Regions from separate parts of the Mus musculus genome. Here region 2 is linked to region 1. The links are chromatin contacts, called in public HiChIP or PLAC-seq maps. All regions are on one chromosome and are shown on one strand. The core of a region is the stretch at or near the end of the contact, and the rest is flanking DNA. Distances in the headings are between cores, read along the strand shown. Region 1 holds the start of Col13a1 (collagen, type XIII, alpha 1). Region 2 overlaps Col13a1 (collagen, type XIII, alpha 1).

Region 1 (7,958 bases), core at 2,247-4,746:
AGCAGTCACAGAGCTGGTGTGGTGACGGCCACTCACAGGGGTCAGGGTTGTGGTGGAGGTATCAGGAAGAAGAGAGATGCTGTCAAGAACATAAGAGAAGAAAAATGGCATTCATTCATAAGACTGGCCATTCCCCCTATACACATCCAACCCCGGGCCAGGTGAGGGCCGGGTGCAAAAGACATACCCCAAAGTTGCAGAGAGCTAGGCAAATGCACAATGCAGAAAACTACAGAACATTCCTGAAGAGCAACACAGACTGAATGGATAGAGGCATGGCTTTCCTGGACTCTCCACTCCAGAATCCAGGTTTCCTACATCTGTAGCTGTGCTGTGTGACACAACCTGGGGAGATGCAACACACGTTTATTCACCCCAGATAGAGAACCCACGACAACTCAAGTGCAGATACCACCAAAGTGCAGCTAGGGTGAACCAATGAGCTTTAATGGAGTTACTTACAGGAGAAGAGGTAAAGGGTGACCTATAGGAGCAACAACGACTCAGACAGCTGCATCACCAAAGCTCTCCCCAGTATTGATGACAGCTCACAAAGCTGGGAATCTGGAGCATACTGCACAGCCTGCAGGCAACTCAACAGGCTGGAGAGCATCCTTTCCAAGTGACTCTGGTCTAAGTGTCTTCCAGGCAGTCCATTCTTTGCAGCTTTGCTCTTCTTAAGAGTCTTCTTTGCAGCTCAGCTTCCTGCTCTCTCAGCTTTTATTGCTTACTCTTCCAGGGAGGGGCTTAGTGAATCTCGTCAGTTTCAGGGACTTCCTGAAGCTCATTTGAGTTGTTTACCTTCCTGATTAAGGAGCTTCCCTGTAGGACGAAATGTTTCAGAAATGTTTCAATCTGGGAGGAAACTGTTACCCAAGCTGTGACTGCAGATCAAAGTCAGTTCTTTCGTTAGGATTGGAAGCCCCCTACTTTGCTACAAAGCAGAAATTCCTAGTGACCTTTTCCAGACCATCACATCCCTGCTGTATTGCCTGGACATCCCTGAAGGTCCTTTCTTCTTCAGTGTCTTCTCGTTCATGGCTCTCATGTATCAGCTGTATGGGCACATGGCTTAGCTGCTTCTCACCTCTGAGTCCTTAGATGCTAGGACTCAAACCAAGCCTAATTTTGTTCCAACATTGATCCAAGGGGAAATGATGCCTAAAATAGAAAAATAGAACAAAAACCAAGCCACCCCTGCCCCAAAGAACCTCCAGAGGAAGATATTGAGACAATGCAGAAGAAACGGTAAGGGGGTCCCTCAGCTCAGTCAAAGCTCACTTGTTGCAAAACTCCCTCCAGCTATGGAGAGGTGCACACTGTCTGTCATCATTTTGTCCTCCTGGGTCCAATTTTTTTCCCATTCTGTAGATGGAGGAGGCAGCAGGGGTGTGTGTGTCAGCCTGCACCTGCAGCCATGAGCTCCTATGAGATACTACTTACTTACTGAGTGCCTACTGTCTGCGTTACATTCACCTCTTCTTTAAATCCTCCTGAAAAATCTAGATCCTTTATTATAAGCCCATTTTATTTAGTTAGCTTTTCTTTGAAATGAGATCTCATATAGCCCTCGCTGCCCTCAAACTCACCATGTGACCACGAATGACCTTGAATTTACCATCCCCCTGCCTCTGCCTTCCAAGTGCATGGATTACAGACTCGTACCACTACACCTGGTTTATTTTAAACCCACCATCGGAAAAGGGCTTTTTTTTCATTCATTTTTCTGACTGCATGGGGTCACTTAGAGCCTTGGGTTTGAACTTTTTTTTTCCATTGCGAGGCTCAACTCAGGCTACCACACCAAGGCTACCTGAGTCTTGAAACACCAATCTCAAAAATACTTCAGGCCCGAAATGTTTTCAGTTTTGCTGTGTCAGTTCAAACGGCATTTCAGACTGATCCGGGCAGGGCGTGAAGAAGCCTCAACTTGCTCAATTTCCTGTAGTGAACACTGCTGCTGAGAAACTCTCCAGCGCCCCCTAGTGGTTCTGAGTGCCTCTGAGTTCTCAGGCATTTGTACTGGGAGGAGATATCCCTTGACCAGGCTGGAGACCCAGAGGCCTGTTTGTTAATGAGACACATCAAGGAAATCTTGACATTGGGACTTCCTGGGCACCAGTCCTGTCAGCTGCATTGCTTTCTAGCCTCGTAGTAGTTCTCCGTGGTATCCAACTACCTAGCAGTCAGTCTTACATTAAGTCTATATAAGTACTGTATTACAAGCTCCCATTCCGTTAGGTGTGCACTCCACACTAATGTTTGCATTGCATATAACGCTCCTTCTCACTGGTCAACATGCAAAATGTAAAGTTTGCCTTGTTACTAGGAAAGGACGCTCACTCCCACACCTCTGTCACCCCCCACTTCCGGTTCACAGTTCAAGGGCCAGCCTACCCTCCCCTGCCCGATGCTTCAGCCCCACCACCTCATTTTCAGGAGTGTCTAGAGGCACAAGGAAATGAAAAGTCTACTGACAAACGTCACTCAAAGTGGGGAGCGGGGGTAGAAAAGAGAGGAAAATACCAAATGCAGAACTCCCAAAGACCACTAGCTCGTGGCAGTCAAGGAAGCCACCACAGGGTTAGCTTTGAGGTGGATAAGGGGAGATGGAGTGTGTATGTATGAGAACTGCCCGCCTTTGATGGCTTGCAATCCTAGGTTGGCTAGTCTGCTATGCGTCTCAGCTCAACATAAATAAGAGTCCCGCCCCCCTCCCCGCACCCGCCCGCGCCTGTTAGACATCCTAGGATAAACCCGGGCGATGGGCGTGACCCCTGATAAATTTCTGTTCTGTAGGTCTTTAGGTTTAGTTCTGAAAGAGAAAAGGTGGGGGGGGGGGTCAATACCGCTGCCCCGAGGCGCTGGGTTTACCACTCTGAGCGAATCTGTGGTTGGTGGCATGGTCCCACCAGAGACACCTGCAAAGAGCAGGGCCCTGGGTAGAAATGGTGAGGGAGAGATTGTCTGCTGTCACTGCAGATCTCCCAACTCAGGACGTACAGGACCAAGCAGGCGTCCAGACAGTGATTCAACAGGTTGCCCGCAGGGTCCCCCACACCCACCACCACCCACCACCCAGGCCCTAGGAAAGAGGAGTGCTGTGGTGCGGTGCATTGGGTGGCAGGAGGGTCCCCGATGTTCTGGGAAAGCGGGGTGCTGTGATGCCAGGTCCCTATGTCTTTGAGGTCTTGAGTGTGAATCTTTGGACGGGAAAAGGAGCGCAGCCTCCGCTCCACCCCATACCCCCTCCCCGCCTATAAATAACCCCAAGTGTCACTTCAAAGGGCACCAGGAGCCCCGGACGGGGGCTACCGAGGTCGGCGGGGCCCCGCACACCACGCCCCCCACCCCAGGCGACTTTGCATAAATAAACAAACCCCAGCCGCAGCCCCGCAGGAGGCGGAGGAGGAGCGGGAGGAGGGCGAGGGAGGGGCGCAGGAGATTAGTTTGGGAAGTAGCGCCCGGCGCTCATCCGATCCGCGCGGCCGCGCCGGCTGTGTCAAGTTACAGAGGCGCCAGAATCGGCCCCAGCGCGGCTCACTGCAGCCACGACCCACCTCTGCCCATGGGGCCCTGCATGCGTGCCCCTTCGCCCGGGGACTGACACCCGTTCTCCCCGGAGACACAAAACACCCAGAAGGACCCCGAGCGTCGCACCAGCCCGAGAACTCTGCAGAAGAGAGAAGGGAAAGAGTGGGGAGCGGGGCCAGATCCCCGAACTTGGAACATTCTTCGAAATAACTTTTTTCTTACTTTGGCGTACTCCGATCGCGTCTGCTGGTGGCTCTTGGCTGCTCCCGACTCCGACTGCTCATTTTCGGTCCTCTTTGGCGAGCAAAGGAAAGGGACGTCCTCTAGCCACGTTAACCCCCTTTCCCCTTGCCTCTCAGTTTGGATCGCGCCTCTTGGATCTCGTTTTTATTTATTCTATTTATTTATTTATTGGCTCTCAAGACGCGAGGGCATGGTGGCGGAGCGCACCCGCAAAGCGGCAGCCTCTGGCAGCCGCGGCCCTGGGGAGCTGGGCGCTCCGGGGCCCGGGACAGTGGCGCTGGCTGAGCAGTGCGCTAGGCTGCCGAGCCCCGGGTGCTGCGGACTGCTGGCTCTAGCGCTGTGTTCGCTGGCGCTCAGCCTGCTCGCCCACTTTCGGACCGCGGAGCTGCAGGCCCGGGTGCTGCGCTTGGAAGCAGAGCGCGGGGAGCAGCAGATGGAGAAAGCTATTTTGGGACGAGTCAACCAACTGCTGGACGAGGTTTGTGCCCTTTGTTGCTGCCTTTTATCCCCACCCCGAGGCGCCCCCTCGCGCAGTCCCGGGACTCCACGGGCCGGCACGGGCCGGCGCTCTTTTGCACGCTCGCCCAGGTTGCCTGTCCTAGAACTGTGGGTAGGGATCGCTGCTGAGCTGCCAGGTATTCAGAGCACCATGCGCGGGACCTCCCAGCTCCGGGAGACCCCGGGGTCTTGCGCTGGGGGCGCCCTACGCGCGCGGCGGTCAGGTGGAGAAAAGCAGGGCGCGCAAAAGGTGCGCAGAGGCCGCCAGGGCTGGTTGCGGGAAATAGTCTGGGTGCACGCTTGCAGGGGGGCTCTGGTGGCCCTGTCCGCTCCACGAGGGTGAGTGCTGCCTGGTTTTATGGTCACATTTGGAAGCAGGGAAAGAGAGTGAGCCATTTAAGGACCTAAAGGGACAATTTCTAAAGTGGATTGCTCTTTGCTGGTCCCTGTTTGCTGTTTCTGGCCCCTAGGGCCCAAGTGTGAGTTTCCTGGCTCAGTCCTCCTCAGGGTCCCGTTAACCTATGACTCTTCCGGCTGTGGCCTCTGGAATGATCCTAACTCAATCCCTGCAACTGCGGAAAGGATGCAGCTCTCTCTCAAAAGTCTCCCTTCCCAGGTAGTTAAAAAGTTACTAATGCATGTCTTTGCTCGGGGAATCCTGAGAGTGCTCGTGGCAATGCCATCCTCCCTGGGGAGGCGGGAAATGCAGACTCCAGTGGGGCGGAGTGTGGGTGTGGGCGATAAGGAGGGAAAGCGGAACCCAAGATGGAGTGGGGCTGGCGGCCTAAGAGAATCTGAAGAGCACAATGGGAGGTGTGTGAGATAGTAACTGAAAGGGTGCTGCTGAAAAGCCAGCAAGTAGCTCTGTCCTTTTCTACCTATCTTGGGATTTATTGGGATGCTGTGCAAACTGGGACACATACTGTAACCTCTCTGAGCTTACAGAATGATGGCGAGCATTAGCCAGATCTAATTGGGTTGGTTAGGTCTCTCCCGCAGTTAGGTTTCTCTTGGGTGCTTCTTTTATAGTAATTCCCTAGATGGCCCCATGGGGGAAGTCACAGGCTACAGCATAGAGGGTGGCCCACGCTTGCTGCTACAGCCCATTGCCATGACTGGTCAGAACTAAGAAGACTCAGTCAGGCCACCCACAGTTCCCTAGGCTTGGGGGCAGTCTCTGGGCTCTGGGCTTGCCGAGTGGGGGAGGGGCACTGTGTGGACTGAAGAGGGTGGCAAAGGCCTCCTCTTGTGCATCCCTGTGCCAGACCTCCAGGCCTCCCGTTTGTCTCTCCTGTCGAGTCCCCTGCTTCAAGCAGAAGCTTCTGTTTACCCTGATGACTCTTTGACCCTCGCCTCTCGAACTGAGAAGCACCCCAAAGATGATAAGAAGTGACCCCATTTTACAGAGGGGGAAAAAACCAAGTTCTTGAGCCGGGCAGTAGGTTGTTCAGGGCCATATGATGACATCCAGTGTTAGAGCTAAGCCTCCTTACTCTGCACCCATCGCTGAGAGCTAGCAGAGGTGGGGTGGGGGACAACTGCTCCGGGGGAACACTTCAGTCTTCCTGAACTTGAGTGGGACAGAGAAAGAAAATGAGTAGACACCGTGTCTGGAGGGAATCGTTACAATAATAGAGGAAAACCGGCCAGGAAATGTCTTATATACAACATAAGGTGGGTTCCTGAGGAAGTGATTTTTAGGGCAAGACCAGGAGGTGTGAATAGGAGTTTGCCTGGCACGAGGGGGCAAGCATCAGGCTTTGTGCTAAGACAACCCCACCACCACCCAGGGAATGGGCTCTGGAGGATGGAGCTAGAGGTGGGGGCAGGGCTGCTTTGGGGGCTGTGAATGGCGATCTAAACCATGGGAACTGGGAGAGGCAACCCAGGTCAAAAAGGGACTGCCAGATGGAGAAGTGGGGAAATGGGAAGCTACCAAAGGATTTAATGAAAGATGTGTATGTCCCTCAAATGGGAGTTAAGGCTGACAGGAGGCTATTTGGGGACCATGGCTGGGGGTGATGTTGGGGACAGAGCTAACTGGACTTGCTAGCTGCAGGGGTAATGACACCTAGAGGTAGTAGTCTGGGGATGTTGGAGGGAGCTGTCCTGACACAGAACCTGGCAAATACGGGGTCTCCGGTCTGGGGGCTGCTAAAGGGGCCCTCAAAGGCCACCTGGTCTCATACAGTAATCACTAGCATATGTGGCTTATTCTATTGGAATCAAATAAGAATCAAACTGGAGTCCGTCATGCACTCTACTCTCACAGAAAGCGCTTGGCAGACAGGGGAGCTGGTGACTGGCCGGGCAGCGGAGTTTCTCATTGCTGTGACAAAAATAGTCTGCCCGGAACAACACAAGGGAGAAGGGCTAAGGTTGGCTCACGGTTCGGAGGGGCCCCTCCAGCTCCCAGCAGATCCCCAGCCAAGGCGTTGCTCTGTCTGGCTCTTCTGTGCTAACTTAACCCTCTCTCAGACTCACCCAGGGCGTGTGCCCCGATCCTCTGGACTTTCCTTGATTCAATCAGGTTGATAAGATTAAACACAATAGGCAGCTGTGGGGGCCTGTGAAAGTGTCTCCAAAGAAACTAGAGGGGGAACCCACCCTTTGTCTCTCCTTCCCCAGGGTTATTCTCCCACATATAAGCACAGAACAAGAGAGGAAGGGGTGAGCCCTGACAAGAGGGCTCAGTGGGTAGAAGGGCTTGCTGAATCAGCCTGAGTTTAATCTCTGAAACCCACAGACTTACTTATTTATATCCTAGCACAGGAGTGCATGTGCCTACACACTCAAGTAAGAGCACCTGTCGATTGCACACACAGTGATGATAAATAATTTGAACTAAAAAAGTAATAGTAATAATAATAATAAAAGTGGATGAGACTAGACCAGGATAAGAAAGGGAGGGCCATGTAGTTTTGTTTCAAAACAGATTTGTGAAAGGGTTAGGAAGGGGGTCCCTGGAGAGGGCATGGGGACTAAAGTTAAATCCCCTGCTGCTGGGACCTGGAGAGGACCTCACCCCCCTGCGGTTAGGTTTCATGGATGCTAAATCCAGGTTCCAAGTCCACCCTGGGACTGCTGTGAGACCCTCAGGGCGTGGCAGACAGCACCAGCAGGAAGGAATGGCCCCACCAGCAGGAGGTGATGATGCCCCAGAGAAGGGCTCCAGAGTCCCGGGGTAGCAATTCCTGGAGCAGTTGGGCCTGAGCCACTCAAAGGAAGAGAGGGAATTCAGGATATTGTGTGGTAGGTAGTCTGATGGTCCCCTTCAATCCAGGGAGACATGAAGTGTGCAGAGGACAGAGACTGGGTTTGTAGGGCTGGCAGAGCAGGCCAAACAGAAGGACCCAGTAGGAAAGTACATTTGGGAAGAAGTGAGCAAGGTCAGATCCAAGGGGGGCTCCCAGCCACTGGTGGATGGGTCACCACTGGGAGAAGACCTGGGGATTGGGGGGCTGGGTTTGATTTCCCGCCAGCGCCTCTCTGTAGTATAGGGACCCTTAATGAGCACTCCAGCTGCCTGACAGTTGATTTCCTTGCTGTGAAGAAAGAAACTGGAATGTCCCAAATGGAGAAAATCAGATGACACCTGGGCTAGACTGGGCAGAAGATGGGGTGGGGGAGGTGGGAGGGTAAAGGGGGGTTGGGGGAAGGGAGGCAGGGTTGAGATTAAAAAC
Region 2 (7,958 bases), core at 3,040-5,539, 50 kb after region 1:
ACGATAATCCATGAGTTCTGAGCCTGGAGCTCCATGGGAGCTCTGACTGTGCAACCTAAGGTAGTGCCTACCATAATCAGCAATGTCTGAGTCAACAAGCCCTGAGTTCCAATCTCAGTGCCATATAAGAGTTTCGATTAGTCTTGCTCTGTCTCCAGTGGGACGGGTGGGAATATGGCTACATCTCCTAAGGACCTCACGGGAGACTTAGGAATACATGTGCAGCCTGCCCAGCACAGGAGTACCACCCCATGAATGCATTCTTTACTCCATGGAGCAGGTCAAACCCGGGGCCTTTGGAGTCTCTCTGGTAGTGAGAAGGAAGGAAGGTGTCTTTGGGAAACTCTGCCTGTCAAGCCAGGGCCAGACTTGACTTGATGTGACTTATGTTTGCTGACTCCTGAACTGTCACCCACTGTTAAGAGGACTGGGCTCTGATCTCCTTGATGCTGGAATCCTGGCTGCCTGCTGTCTGTGATGCCTTTTTGAAGGGAGGGAGGAAAGTAGGTAGGTCTAGGCGAGTAGAGAAGCTAAGTGACCTCAGCTGGTATTGTGTGACAAAAATCTTTTCCCTGGGGAGATGGAACACACACTTACCCAAAATAGGGAACCCATGACAGACCAAAGATACCAGCAGAGTCCATCTGCTAGATACCAGCAGAGTTCAACTTGGTGAACCAGTGAGGGTTTTAGGGTTTTTTGGTTTGGTGTTTGTTTGATTGATTGATTGTTTGTTTGTTTTTCGAGACAGGATTTCTTTGTGTAGCCCTGGCTGTCCTGGAACTAACTCTGTAGACCAGGCTGGCCTCAAACTCAGAAATTCACCTGCCTCTGCCTCCCAAATGCTGGGATTAAAGGTGTGTGCCACCACTGTCCGGCAAACCAGTGAGTTTTATTGAGGTGACTTGCAGGCTACGGGTCAGGGGTTACTTATAGGAGCAGAAATAACTCAGAGACAGCTAGGAAAACCTGGAGTATACTGCACACAGCTTGTAGGCAGCTCTGCCCCTTGGAGAAAATCCTTTCTCGGTGCCTCGGGTGGTCTAATCCTCTACCAGGCAGCTCAGCTGGTTTCTGCTTCTTCCAGGCAGCTGGTCTGATCTTAAGAGTCTTTGCAGCTTTGATTAGGAGTCTTCATTGCAGCTCAGCTTCCTTTAGCATGCCAGGGACTCTTTAGCTTTTACTTCTTATTCTGGCAAGGAGGGGGCCTAATGACATCTGGTCAGTTTCAGGGACTTCCTGAAGCTCGTTTGAGTTGTTTAACTTCTTGCTTTAGGAGCAGGATCCCTGTAGAATGGAATGTTTCAATTTCAGAGGAAACTGTTACACAATAGCTGACCCAGACTGCTTTGACTTAAGACTGTAGCCTCCTCTGACCTACCCCATTTTAGAAACATCAGGGGAGAGAGGGAAATTGAACTGCCTGTCCAGGAAACCGGTCAGGTCTGGCTCCTGGACAGAGAGAGCTGCAAGGCTTAAGGAGAATGTGGACAGCAGTCATCATTGCCAAACTGATGCTGGGTCAGGGCTGGGGCTGCTCACCGTGTTTGTTGTGCTTTCCCAGCCCCTAGGGCAGACAGCTCTCAGAGACCACCCAGCCTCTTCCTGTGCATGCAGTGCTCATGCTTCCGTGCTCCAAAGCTGTCCGGCTGCAAAGCTGAGGGGTGCCTGAGTAGAGCAGAGGGTCGGGTGTGGGAGCCCCTTCCTGGGAATTGACACAGGATACCACGCCCTACCCTCCTCTGGAACTGGTCCCCTCTGGGCAGCATCTTCTCTTACTCATAGTCAGTGTGACAGGAGGGGAAGCCACCAGAGTAGCTGTGTTCTTCTGGATGTTATGATACCATGGTCCTCATGTCTTGTCTTGTGTATAATCCAGGTCCTTGTCATTCAGGCCTCCTAGATAGTCATGAGAAATGCGTGCAGGTAGAAATGTGTTTGCCTTGGGAAAAAGAAAGAAAAGTAAACGGATTCAATAATATCCCTGAACATCTGAGGGACAGGAGAAATCGGAAACATAGTAGCTGCAAGGTGTGTGACTAGGAGTGATACTATTTCACAGAATGCCTCTAATGTTTTTAAAGAGCCATTTTAACAATGAATGCTAAGACGCGAGTCAAATATGGCAGCTCTGGTTGATTAGTTATGACTGCCCAAAGTGCAGTCGATGAAATCGATTGGTTATGTCTGCATGGGACCTATTTTAGGTTCTAGTGGGTTGCACTCAGGATTTGCTATTCCTGAGTATAGGCTGGCATGAAAAGCTGGGCCCCTCTCAATGGCTACTGCACCACTGTCCTTGCTGAGAGGAAGGAAAGGCTCCTGTTTCTCTGAGCAATGTGCTAGCATGGAATAGGAATGATCTTTGCAGTCACCTGGGCTCAGGATAATCTCAGCCCCGTTATCCACTTCTCCTTTGACTTTGGATGAGCTCTTTCTCCTGTGGTGCCTGGGTGTTTCATTTGTAAGTTAAAGCACTTGCTAAGTTGTATCCCTAAGATCAGAAATGGGTAATGGAAAGAGTCCTGCCTCCTGTGGCACATAAAGCAGTTGGCATCCTGGCTCCCTGGGAAGCTCAGAAGGTTTGCTGGGGCCATTGAGGGTGGGGAGGGGTCTTCAGTTTTTGTCCTCGTTAGGGTTTTATGGCCGAGAAGAGACATCATGACCACAGCGACTATTATAAAAGACAACATTTAATTGGGGCTGGCTTACTCTATCAGAGGTTTAGTCCATTATCATTATGGCAGGAAGCATGGCAACAGACACAGTGCTGGAGGGGCCAAGGGTTCTCCATCTTGAGCCGAAGGCAGTAGGAGACTTTATTTGGCAGGCAACCAAGAAGAGACTAGATTCCACACTGGGCATAGCCTGAGCATAGGAGACCTCAAAGCCCACCCCAACAGTGACACACTTCCTTCAACAAGGCCACACCTCCTAATAGTGCCATTCAAGCATTCAGACACATGAGTTTATGGAAGCCATTCCTGTTCAAGCCTCGGCGGTGAAGGTTGTTTTGTTTTAGGTCTCCCTGAGCAGAGTTCCATGTATGTATCTTAACTGTGGCCTTGTGGGCACATCACACAGCTGCTTGAAATGTAGGTAACTGAGAGACAAAGTTAAGAATGTTTTCTCTTGAGTAGTAGCTCAGTGGAGGTAGAAGCTGAGAACCCTGCATCCATCCTTCCCTCCGTTCCCGTTCACATACTCAACAAGTACCGGCCAAACACACTCAATCAGCGCCAGCCACTCTGGTCCATGCAATTAAAACTAGTGGATGTGAGAGGGCCACAGAGAACATGTGTGAGGAATTAGCACCCCACAGACCAGATGGGTCTCAAGGCTCTGTTGGGCTTGCAGAAAGGCTTTTCAGATTTTGCTGACTCAGCACCAACATCTTGAAACCAGAACTTTGTATTTAAGATCTAAGTTTTCACTTTCTTGGGTGTTTTCAAGATCGGAGGGCTAACAGCTGCAGCCAAGGGGTTATCAGGCCCAGTCCATCTTGGGCACGGGCACACAGAGAAGGCCCTGGCACTTTGCTCTAGACTTCTCTGCTCCCTGTCACACTATGAGGAGCAGAGTCCTTTGCATTTCTGTCTGCTGCCTGCTTGGCTCCTCACAGCTACACAGTATGCAGTCCTTAATTTTCAACTCTTCCTGGAGTGATGTGCAAAGCCTGTGACCACCAAAACCCTCACAGCCTAGTAGAGAATTCTATGCAGGAAAAAAAAAAAAAAAAAAAAAAAAAAAAAAAAAAGCCAAAGGGTGGGGGGGAGGGGCTTGACATCTGCACGGAGATAAGGGAATAACAAAGCAAAAAAAAAAAATTTTTTTTTAATATCATGGGATTGCGGTAGATCGGAATCCACAGCCTGGAGGAGGAGGTGTGGTCCGCCTTGTGCGCACACAGTGTTTGCCAGAGAACCCGCTGTCCCTGTGGGTCACAGAAAGGGGACCCTGGCTTGCATAACTGCTGACTTCCTGGGAAGGACCTGAGGTGAGGTGGGGGATGGGGCAGGAAGCCACTCTCCTTGGGAAGACCTCAGCAGGTCATATGGGAGGATCCCGTTGCTCCTGGGAGATTCAGTCAAGAGTGACAGGTTCAAGTTCAGAGACCCTGGGATTCCAGATTCTTATCAAAATAAAGCAGAGTTGAGCTGACCGAGTCCGCCCTGAAAAGCGCAAAGCCCGCCCTGGTTAATTTTCATCTTCGTCACACAGCCCATCCCCCCTGACCGACTTGATGTCCCCATCTGTGTGTGGCCATCAGCCCCTCTGCCCTGTGTGGTGGGGTGGGGTTATGCCCGGAAACTGTTCAGCCTGAGAACAATGCCTGCCCTTGGCCTGAGTCTGCAGAATCCAGCCGTAATCTACAACCCGTGAGACCTGCGAGAGATTCCATCACTTGGGATTTTACACTCTTGACCCCAGCCTGGAAGTGTCGGGGGGCCCAAGGAAGCAAGAAGAACATACACAACGTGTCCCACTGTCCAGAGCTGGAGACAGCCATCAGTCTTTTCTGTTTTAACCGGGGCTCGCCCAGCCTGGCCCATCCTGCCTGCTTATCTCCCTGCCTGCTGGGTTTGCAGTTCCAGAGTTTCAGCATCTCCTCAGAGAGGCAGTTCACAGCGTGGTCAGCAGCTGGACCAGCCTGCCCCTCCCTAGCTTGAGGCCCCGGCAGGAAACATCTCTGTGCTGCAGAGCCCCTGTGTGTAAAATGAGCCACCACTGGCATCCGCCTGTGACAACGTTCATAAAACATCGCATACGGTGGCCTGTATGTGAGAAGAGCTTTCTAAGTGTGCCACATGCTTCTGAAATTGGATGTCACTTTGTCGTGCCTCCTATAACCAGCACAGCTGCTGTAACCCCATTTACCGCATACTTAACTTTAAACCGGGCACCATGAAGGCACTTTACTTGTGGTCTTTCATTTGCTTCTCCAAATCCAACAGGGTAGGTGCTAGCACTCACTCAAACTCCAAGAGGTTAAGCAATTTGCCCAAGGTCACACAGCTAACAAGTAACAAGGTCAAAAATTTCATTTGTTTTGGGCACTTTGCATGTGAGTCTCTGTAAGTAGCTGACAAGATCTCAGCATGCCCTCCGTTCTCCTAGAGCCTCTATCTCCTTTCCTCTATGTTCCTAGCCTTTATTAAAACCTCACCAGCTATCTTCCCAGGTATGGGCCAGTGTGTGGATCAGTGGGGATTAACTGCCTGTTGCAAAGGGATAAATACCCACATGGACACCCATGATCATGATAAACTAAAAAAGCAAACCCCCAACTCTCCTTCACTCTACTGGTTAGTCCTGAAAGTCTTTTCAGCAAGGAAGCCAGAGATCCTGGTCTGGCCCCTGGCCTCTTGAGAAAGCCTTGGGAACTCCTCGGGCCTCTGAGGGTGGCAGGTGGAGCTCCTAGACCCTTCACTGCTCATAGAACAATGGGAAACCGCATGTACTTGTGGGGTGGTGGTCACTCTTCCCGGGTGGATCTGATTTGTCCCCTACTGAAGTAGGGGACAAAGATGATAGTGACAGGAAGATGGCCCAGAAAGGATTCTATAGGGTCCTCAAAGGGACTTGGAAAAGATGTACTGCAGGGTCCCCCTGTAGCCATCTCAAGCTCTCCTTGATGTCTAAGTCTTGATTCTTCATTTGCTTTGACAGCTGAAGAGATCTGTATGTGGTCAGGAGGGCAGGCTCCATAGAGGATTCCAGATGCTGGCTCTGCCACTTGCCAGCTGTGTGACTCTGAACAAATTACTTCTCTGTCCTAAAAAAGACTCATCCGCAAAATCGGGCAATAGAAACGCCCACCCTGCTAGGAGGGTTGCGGAAGACACAACCTGTACTGCCTCTGTGGTCCATTCTGCCCTGTGTGGACTGTGGTGGCGCTACTTTAGGGCAGGGCTGTGAGGAGCAGAAAGAACAATGCAGAGAGGGTAATGAGACAGAAGATGGGGAAGATGTCAGCCCACAGTGTGCTAGTCAATGCAATACAATCATTTAGAAGCCTATTTCGGGGGCAGGCGAGATGGATTGACCAGTAAAGGGACTTGCTGCCAAGCCTGGCCTAAATTCAATCCCCAGTCACTCAGTGTCTCTCTCCTCTTCCTTCTCCCACACATTCTCCCTTTCTCTCACTAGAGTGGCCCCTTTGAAGCCTGTCAGAGACTAGACTTGACCTCCTTTCCCTAGGCAAGGCCCTATAACCAGGCCTACTGCTTGTGACTACCTACCTGCACCCACTTCCCCAGAGTCTCTGGGCTGCTTTTCCTGGGGCAGAAAAACCTGCATAGGTGGCAGTAGGGTCTCTCCTACTCCTGCTGCCTCACTTCATCTCCCTCCAAGGATGTGTGGCCCCAGGCATTCACCCTAGCTATTTCCTAGCTAAGTCTGGAGTTGAACTGGGGGAAGCAGAGCTGTGTGGGCAGAAAGGACCAGCTGGTTGGAATAACGCTGAAGTTCTACACAGAAAGAGGAAGGGAGGACAGCGGCAGGGGAGGCATAGGAGGGAGTCCTACACACCCCATTTCCCCTCCCAGCCACCTACCAGCCCATCCCAAAGCACTCATTAAACGGGGGGGGGGGGGCAACTACAGACAGAGAGGGGGCAGTTTCTGCACCAAAGGGCAAGGCAGCGATGGCTGTCAGCATCCTGCCAGACAGGGAGTTCACTTCCATGGACTCTACAGGAAAGTGGTCACTGAAATTGCCCTCAGGGGATGATGGGTGGCAGCAGTTCAGCTGTGGCCTTGGGAACAAAGCTGTAGGATGAGGACTTCCGGGGTTGGGGCAGGACAGGGTTGAAGGCTTCTCTCTGGTTCTCACACTTCTGTTGCTCATATCCCCCAGCCTGCAATTTTTTTATTCTTTTAAGGATGGGATCTCACCCATTCCTGTTGGCTTTGAACTTCCTGAGTAGCAGAGGACTTTGAGTTTTCTTTGACCCGCTTGGTCCTGAGAACACAGATCTAGGAGCACCGTGATAAGTTCCTGCAATGTTGGGGATAAAACCAAGGGCCTTCTGCATGCCAGGCAAGCAGTGAGTCAACGCAGCTTCGTCCCCAGCCATCTCTCTGCCAGTCTGCACAGCTGGGTGGGGAAAGGAGGAAAAGCTAATACAAAACTATCCTGCATCTGGTGTAAAGCATGCTGGGAGCCTTTCTGCTGCCCAACAACACTAGAGCCAGGCCTTCTTGGGAAGTCAAGAAAGAGCTCTAACCCCAGGTGACTCAAGTGCCAGATCTTGTCTCCCATGCCAGTCCCTGCTGATCGACAGTAGAAAGAGTCGTGTGTACGCTCTTCAGCAGAAAGCTGCAATGACCGATGTCTTAGTCTGTGTTCTATTGCTGTGAAGAGACACCATGAGCACAGCAACTCTTACAAGGAAAGCACTTAATTGGGGCTGGCTTACAGTTTCAGAGTTTGAGCCCATTATCCTCATGGCAGGAGAGCATGGCAGCAGGCAGGCAGGCAGGTAGGCAGACATGGTAGCTAAGAGTCCAATCTCCACCCCAGGCAGCAGGGAGAGAGAGCATTGGGCCCTGGCTTAGGCTCTTGAAATCTCAAAGCCCACCCCCAGTGACACACTTCCTCCAACAAGGCCACACCCACCCAAGAGGCCACACCCACCCAAGAGGTCATACCTCCATCCTTATCAGTAGTGCCATTCCCTGGTGACCAAGCCATTCAAATAGATGAGTCTATGAGGGCCCTTCCTATTCATCCCAGCACAGCTGATTAGAGATGTCTACTGTGAGGACAAGAATGTGTGTTTCAAGAATTCCTTCACTGGGGAGACCTAAGCAATACCTCCCCTGCCCTCATAAGGCCCCAGAGACAAGTATGATTCTATGTAAGATCTTTCTGGCCCTAGTGTGTTTATTGACCTTACATACAGAGCATGGTAATGGGTTACTGGCAGGAACTTGAAATGACCCCAAAGCAGCCAC

What was found. HiChIP or PLAC-seq counts read pairs in DNA pulled down with a chosen protein or histone mark.
Region 2: a contact with region 1 is called in an H3K27ac HiChIP or PLAC-seq map of embryonic stem cells, with 16 read pairs. The contact joins the enhancer-like site here to the promoter of Col13a1 in region 1. A contact is called at or near these places in 2 of 39 promoter capture datasets (embryonic stem cells and hippocampal neurons), 1 of 15 datasets of contacts at CTCF or cohesin (stem cell-derived epiblast-like cells), 12 of 484 Hi-C or Micro-C datasets (the HL-1 cell line, the N1E-115 cell line, embryonic fibroblasts and 6 more), 9 of 115 datasets of contacts at active chromatin or transcription factors (double positive thymocytes, embryonic stem cells and stem cell-derived neural progenitor cells) and 2 of 9 other capture datasets (embryonic stem cells and pancreatic islet).

What each region holds. Positions count from the first base shown.
Region 1 is chr10:61,974,646-61,982,603 of GRCm38.p6, reverse strand. It overlaps Col13a1 (collagen, type XIII, alpha 1), which reads left to right and starts at 3,496. Exons shown (of 41, transcript NM_007731.3): 1 at 3,496-4,255. The coding sequence starts at 3,968.
Region 2 is chr10:61,925,527-61,933,484 of GRCm38.p6, reverse strand. The region is part of intron 2 of Col13a1 (collagen, type XIII, alpha 1); the gene reads left to right. It overlaps Gm30121 (a long non-coding RNA gene), which reads right to left. Exons shown (of 4, transcript XR_380479.3): 2 at 1,780-1,942; 3 at 1,543-1,668; 4 at 1,029-1,287. Among named protein-coding and RNA genes, the nearest start is that of Gm51766, 12 kb to the left of the region's middle. Within about 2 kb of position 4,289, at least 46 of the 459 cell types and tissues checked have an H3K27ac peak or open chromatin away from gene starts, as enhancers often do. A contact at or near this core is called in the N1E-115 cell line, embryonic stem cells, liver and 2 more, where this site is marked.